Linked DNA regions of Gossypium arboreum: region 2 is linked to region 1. The links are chromatin contacts, called in public Hi-C maps. All regions are on one chromosome and are shown on one strand. The core of a region is the stretch at or near the end of the contact, and the rest is flanking DNA. Distances in the headings are between cores, read along the strand shown.

Region 1 (3,588 bases), core at 661-3,160:
AATGGATGATTTACAAGTGAGGGGGAGACTATTTATAGTTCAGCTCTCCCAAAACCAACAGTTTAGATTAAGTTATATCGACGGACGAGATTAAGCCTATCCCTAAAATTAAGGGATTTTACAAGATTATGTAATCAAATTAAATTTAATGTTATAGATGTTATTCCCTTCAATCTTTTAAGATTAGTTTTCTTATTTAATAAGGTAGTTTATGTTTTCATATCTGCATCATTGGGCCACCCAATCTTCAAATGGATAGACTTCTCCAATAGTTCTTTACATCGAGCTAGTTCTTGTGGGTCAAATTATCCCCATGTCAATGATAGGCCTCCACGGGATGCATTGTGTGCAATGGTTACGGGCTTTGAACTGCGGCCTGTGATAAGGATATGCTTGTTTGAGAAAAGAGATAAGAAACGTGTATAGGCCAAGATCAAGAACTATGTCATTAGACGAAAGCTCTAATAATTAGAGTAACGGAAGGCTTTTGAAATAGCACCCTTGATTTATTAATAAAACCTTTATTTATGGATGTAAAGGTAGATGATTAAATTTAAAATAGAAATTCAAATAATTAATTTAAAAATAAAATAAAATAGCAATTTAAAACTAGAAAACCCAATAAGTGAAGCAAGTCTATCGATGTGGCAATTTCATCGTTTTATAGAAACCCAATAAGTTTTGGGTCGAGGATAACTTCAGCAGTTAGCATTGGCAATTTACTTGTCTATATGGTGTCCAATATTTGGAAGATATATATTGATTAAACTTGAACTTAAATATATGCTTATATTTCTTTAAATAAAATGGTTTGCTTTTCGATGCAGGATAGTTTGCTGGCAGAGCATCAAGGAATTCTAATCTATGCTTGAGACTTTGAAGGTTAGGGTGAGAGTCTACAACTCTTTATATTACCTACACCTTAGATTCATTCATTTCATTCTTTGATTTTGTTACTGTATTGTATATTTCAATCATTGTATAAATGCATCAGCACTAGGAATTTCACAAATAGGCTCTTAAACAAGAGCATATCTAGATATAGTTGAGCATATCTTTACATAATCGTTGTATCATTGTATAAGTATTAGCATAAAGTTTATCTAGATATGCTCTTCTGCTAGCAGTTTTTTCTATCTCAGAGAAAGCTGACGATGTAAAGATATTTAATCAATGCACGCTTTTTTGAAGTTGCTACTTTTTGGTGTACGCCTTTGACCTTCTGAAATTACATTCTTCTGTAATCTCTTAAATCCTGATTTCTTTCATCAATTACACAATTGAGATGAAGGAATAGGTTTTGTCAGTCATCCTAGAAAAAAACACCATTCAATCTAATCCTTAACCATCGAATCGAATTTTTATTTTCTTTTGAAAGGTACGAATTTATTAATGACAAGAGTAGCCAGTGCTTAAGCTTTTGACTGACAATTCTTCGGCCACCAAGGAGCACTGCTTTAGCTTTTGACTTCAACTGATTTAATTGTTTAATATCTTTTGCTGCTATTATCTATTAAGCTTGCGTGCGAGTATTGCTGGAGGCTAGAACCAGTGATAGAGTTATATTGTACAGAATACCATGCATATGTAATGTTTGTTGAAAAGTCTCAATAAATTTAAGCATATGAATTTGTTCATTCTCAGCACAATTTTATTGTCTTGGTTTTGTTCATTTGATATTATTAAAACTGGTGTTTGCTTAACTAGGGAATTTAAGTTTCATGCTTATGCTTGACAAAAGAAAAGAAACACAAACAAGGATCACAGTAATGTGTAATAAGAAAATGTTTAGAATTATAGCAAATTCGCTTTGAACCTTGCATTTGACTTTTATCACTTAACAAAGCTTAAGATGATTCATTATTTGCCTAGATAAAGCTTGAAGTGGCAGCCACATCACTATAACATGAGCAAAGCTCACAACCTAGATTCGTGTATCTTTCCTCTAAGATGCATAATTTAAGCCCGTAATTAGGCTGTCACTCTTGAAACTAAATTAAATAATAAAAAAAAGATAAATGCGAAAAGAACCTAATACTGACGGTATTATTACATAATTTACATATGCTTTAGGGGAAATTGGGGAAAATGACAGATTAGAAGAGGGTCAGAAGAGATGGACAGGCTATGGAAGAGGGTCGAATGAAGAGAGGGAGAAAGTGGGCCGATCTAAGACAAATAGAGTCGTTGGGCTAGAGACAAAAACAAGGGACCAAGACTGAGACATCAAGATGAAATGGTCTTGTGAGGAGGAACACTTAAGGAATCTAAGGTAGGACAATTGTTGATAAATAATACTCCGTAGTACAAGTTTGTTACTAGCAAATATGTACTATATATTTGTCATTGTAACAACTTCACAAGTTTATTTGAAATGAATATCAATTTTCTCCTTCTTCAACTTAATTCTCAAATTCTCCTCTCTTCATCTAGTCTTCTTCTTTATTGAGTTGCTTGATATCTTGGGTCACTCCGAGGTTGTGATAGATTGGTATTAAGTCACTAAAGATCCATTCTTCAAAGTTGGGTAGCCTAAGAAATAACTATCCATGACAAACAGGGCCAAATTGAGCTCCCTCGAGGAGCAGATGCATCAAGGCAAGTTGTACAGTTTTCCAAATGAAAATAAGGTTCTAATCTTGTAGGAGGAGAAAAATATATCCTTGGATGCTGAGTAGAGGTGTCCATGGGCTAGGCTCAATCGAAATTTTAAGCTCAATTGGTAGGTTTGGGTCTGGCCTGACCTAAAAAATGGGCTACTATTTTTGTCCAATCTCGACCCATATCATATATGCTAAACCCGAGTTCGGCCTGGCTCGTTTTTTACCCTAATTTCATTGATCCATTCTAATAAACCTTTGTTTCTTCTTTTTTGTCCCTTTTTTTCGATTCAATCGAAATTTAATAAGTTTAGAGTATTGTAAGAGAGAATCCAAATGATTTTTTCTTCGATCAAATTGAATTCAAATGGAATCAAAATGAATAAAAAGCAAAGCAACCAAAAAAACCCAAACTTTTGAAAGTAGTAAAAAGAGAACAAAATTGGGTTCAACTAAGGAAACGTAGATCCAAAGGGAAAGGAAGGATCGTGAAAAGGAAATGAAAGGGAACAATAGGTGAAAGATCAAAGATCCTCGCGTTCAATATTTTCTGCAAAAATAAAGAAATTAAAATAAGTGAAAAGCAGCAAAATGAAGAGAGGCAGCAGTGGAAGCCAGGACAAAGAAACAATAAGTAAGGAAAAAAAATTAGAGAATAGGTATTAAGGGGAAATAGGGGTTGGAAAGGAAAAGGGAAAGGGAAATATCAAGACTAGGCCTACTAGGTAGTGGGGAACAAGGGTAAAAAATTGGGGTTAATAAACATGGGTCGGCCCGGGCTCAGGATGAAAAATCTTTACATGAAGCCCGATTCATTTTTAAAATGGACCTTATTCCTAAACCCAAGCGTATTTCTTGGGCCTATAGTTTTACCCAAACCTTCCCATATTTTGGGTGGGCTTTTAGACCGTATCAAATGGCCCGGCGCATGGACAGGTCTAGATGCAAGACATGTGGAAACTTAGATATATCAACAAGATTCTAGAGA
Region 2 (3,588 bases), core at 634-3,133, 250 kb after region 1:
AGAACTATAAGCAGTATTAGTAAAGCATTGTATAGAAGCCATACTTGCAGCTAATAGTAACTGAGCAGAAAAACTCACGATTAGGGTAATTGCTCTTGTCTCTTCATCCATCATTATGTTACCATATTGTAAATCGTTGTGACAAAATCCAATTTCTTGATAGTCCTTTGCTAACTCTTTCTCTAGTACGTTGATTTCATCACCTAGAACATTCAAGCAAAAGTCTTTTGCATCTTTTGGTGAACAGAATTTCTTTGCATGACCAAGCCAGGTCCTGGTAAGAAGCAAAAAGGGATCAAATTACTTATCAACTCAAAATATAAAAAGCACTAACATCAAACGTGCATATTGGCACCTCAATCGCTTCCAGAGAAGCACATCCTTTGGACCAGGCATGTCCAGATTGTGGAACTCTCTCAATTTAGCTGCTATCAGAGCAGATATTTCAGGGTCACGGAGGTCAGCAGCAGAGAGTGTCTGGTATATCAAAGAAAGAAAAATTGAAAGGTGAAAAGCATATCAAAAGATATAGAAGCCTGAAGCAAAAACATCCCTGATTCACTATTGAATCTAGCAGTGGTTGTCAATTAAAATTGATTATCATAGTCAGCCAACTTGTAATATATGAACTGTGGTTAAGATGTACAATATGGGGTGGTGCAAATATTAGACATAAAGATAAATCATAAAATGTTTAAGTTTCCAGAGAAACTTTCACATACCCTGGCATGGATGAATTCCTCAATCCTCCCATCAGGAAACCGCCCAAGTAGCCTCGGTCCCTGACCATGCTTGGACATGCACTCAAAGGTCCTAATCTCATCATCTCTATTGAAAAACAATTCCACTCCTTCACCATAAATCCTGACCAACACCTTCTGATGAAGATCATCATGTATTGTCGGCCAGTTTATCTGAAAAACCTCGTTAGTCATAGCTCCCTTCAGTGGGATCACATGGAATTCTTCCATATCTTGGATCTTATCTCCCCATTCGGATGCTACCGCTTTCAAAACATTCTTCAGTTCTTCTGGTGCAGAACTTGGAATGAATCCATTCTTCTTTATAGCCATTTGCGTATCAAAGATTTTGACTATCCTTTTACCTATAATCAAAGATCCCAGAAAAGATTATACCTTCGACACAGAACTTTCATAAAATTAAGATAAAATAACAATATAGTCTTTGAAAAGAAAACAAACAATTCAACACTGAAATAACCCAGAAAGAATCCTACAAAAAAGTCAACGGAAACCGTAAGGATCCAAGCCTTTCAACAAGGTTACAATCTCAAATCTTCAAATACATTCATAAAAGGGAGATCTTCCCAGCCAACCTCTGGATATCAAAACTGGATTAAAAAACAAAAAAAATCTCCCCATTTGAGGAAAACTTTCAATATTTTGATATGGCAAACAATTCAACCATCGAGGTTTAATCAATTCCAAATCCTTATATCTTGTCAAAGAAAGAGTTCATCTCAAATCAACAAAAAAGTTCAAAAGATGGAGAAAACCAGAAAGAAACACAGAATTTACACAAAAAGAGACATTAACAGCACTCACCAGAGAGAATAGAAAGTTGCAAGCTGGCACACCAAAACCTTTTTGTTTCTTTTATTGTGGAGTCCAAGTCCAAGAATCTCTGAAGAAGAACGCTAAGAAGATTTAATATAAACAAAAAAGACCCAAAGCAACGACTGAAAACTGCGGCTGATTTGTATTAAATTAATAATAGTAAGTATACTTTTCTCTTTGCAGATCCAATAAGCTCTCCCGCCTAGTCTTCTTTCTATCCGGTCTTAATATTTAATTGGAGGGGGCAGGGGAATCCTGTAACACTGTCTGTCACGTCCCAAGATCCGTTAAAATGAGACAGACCTATTATTCATGTACACGTGGGAAACCATCCAGCTAGACTCTGATTTTCCCCTAACTAGAATTTGGTTGGAGTTGGACCTTGGTTCATCAAAGATTCCATTTTTTTATCTCATTTTTCAACCCACTTAAGTTAAATCTTATCTCCTTTTGTGATTTTTATTATACAACTTTTGTGATTTTAAGAGAATGCGGCTGATATAGTTCGGTTAGGTTGGGAGGTTTTTAATTTTTAATTTGATTTAGTATCATGATAATCGGTATTAATTTTATCCGTTGGTATGTATTATTTCACTCCTAAATAGGTATCAAGTAAATTATGTTTCATTTTAGCCCAATTTTTTGTGTGCTTTAGCTCATTTCGATCAATACTAACTTGTTCCGATCCGTTTTAATTGTTATAAAATTTTAATATTTTAAACTAATTCTTAATATTTTTACCTAGACCTATTTTAATTTTTTTATAATTATATTTAAATTAAAACATCTTAAATTAAATTATTGAAATTAATTAATAATTTTATATTTTATATTTTATATTTACATAAAAATATATTTATATAGATGTAATTGAGATATATTTGCATGTATATATAATATATTTTATATTTTATCAAAATAATATATAATTTATTAAGAATCCAACAAATTAGACTAGAAATATTTATATATGAAAAATATTTAAATGTATATTATAATTTATCAAGAAACTAAATGTGTGTATGTGTGAAAAATATTTTAAAATTCGATAAATTGAAACGATATACCAAAATATGATGATACCAATATGTATCGGTACCAAGACAAAAACAGTACACCCATTGCTACGGTACTACCTACCTTGTTTAATATGGTTATTAGTTTTTTCATCCTAATTTTATTTGAAAATTTTATTTTATAAAATTAACTTTATTTTATGATTTTAGAATATTATTTGTCAAAGTTTCAAAGTTATTTTATAAATATTTTTGGTTTAATGATAAATTTGGCCATTAACGTTTATATGTTTTGTCAAAATAGTCCTAATTGTTTTTTTATCTTTTTGGCCATCAACATTTTTTTTCTTTCAAATTGCTTTTCTTAATGATTTGATGAAAGTACAGTTGAAAAAGTTAACGAGATGATGTGGAATTTTATATGTGGAATATTTTTAACGAGATATAATTTATTACTCGAGATAACCCAATAAAATATTTACATGTGGAAAATAATAAAATAATTAATTAATTCATGAAGTTAAAATATAACTCTTAATTTAAAGAAAATAAACGTAATTATCTAAAAAGTTTCAAAATAAATACATACATTCAAGTATTTTCGGTTTGATTTATTAATTATTTTTTGAAACCTCTTAGTAAACAAATGTATGCATTCATTTTTGAAACATTTTACATAATTACATTTATTTTTTAAAATTAAAAGTTTTTTAATTTCATGTATAATTTATTTATTTTATTATTTTCATATGTAATTATCTTTTGGGTTGCTAAGTAATAAATTACATCTCATTAAAATATTTCACATATCCTCGTTAATTTATTAACGTCACTTTCATCAAATCATTAAAAAACAGTTTGAAAAACAAAAGGTTGATGGCCAACAAATGCTGAAAAATACAATTAGGACTATTTTGACAAAATATGTAAACGTTAGTCGCCAAGTTTATCATTAAGCCAATATTTTAAATAACAATAATTTTTGAAGTAAATAA

The links. Hi-C and Micro-C count contacts between places; a contact is called where the count stands out from the background.
Region 2: a contact with region 1 is called in a Hi-C map of leaf, with 2.5 times the contacts expected there. The contact joins the promoter of LOC108484307 here to the enhancer-like site in region 1. A contact is called at or near these places in 2 of 5 Hi-C or Micro-C datasets (both in leaf).

What each region holds. Positions count from the first base shown.
Region 1 is chr6:81,381,776-81,385,363 of ASM2569848v2, forward strand. LOC108486239 (type IV inositol polyphosphate 5-phosphatase 3-like) reads left to right here. Exons shown (of 13, transcript XR_008284238.1): 12 at 833-882; 13 at 2,074-2,414. Among protein-coding and RNA genes, the nearest start is that of LOC108486239, 18 kb to the left of the region's middle. Within about 2 kb of position 1,911, at least 2 of the 2 cell types and tissues checked have an H3K27ac peak or open chromatin away from gene starts, as enhancers often do. A contact at or near this core is called in leaf, where this site is marked.
Region 2 is chr6:81,635,086-81,638,673 of ASM2569848v2, forward strand. LOC108484307 (probable choline kinase 1) reads right to left here and starts at 1,884. Exons shown (of 9, transcript XM_017788045.2): 1 at 1,747-1,884; 2 at 1,566-1,644; 3 at 723-1,105; 4 at 356-477; 5 at 79-274. The coding sequence starts at 1,073.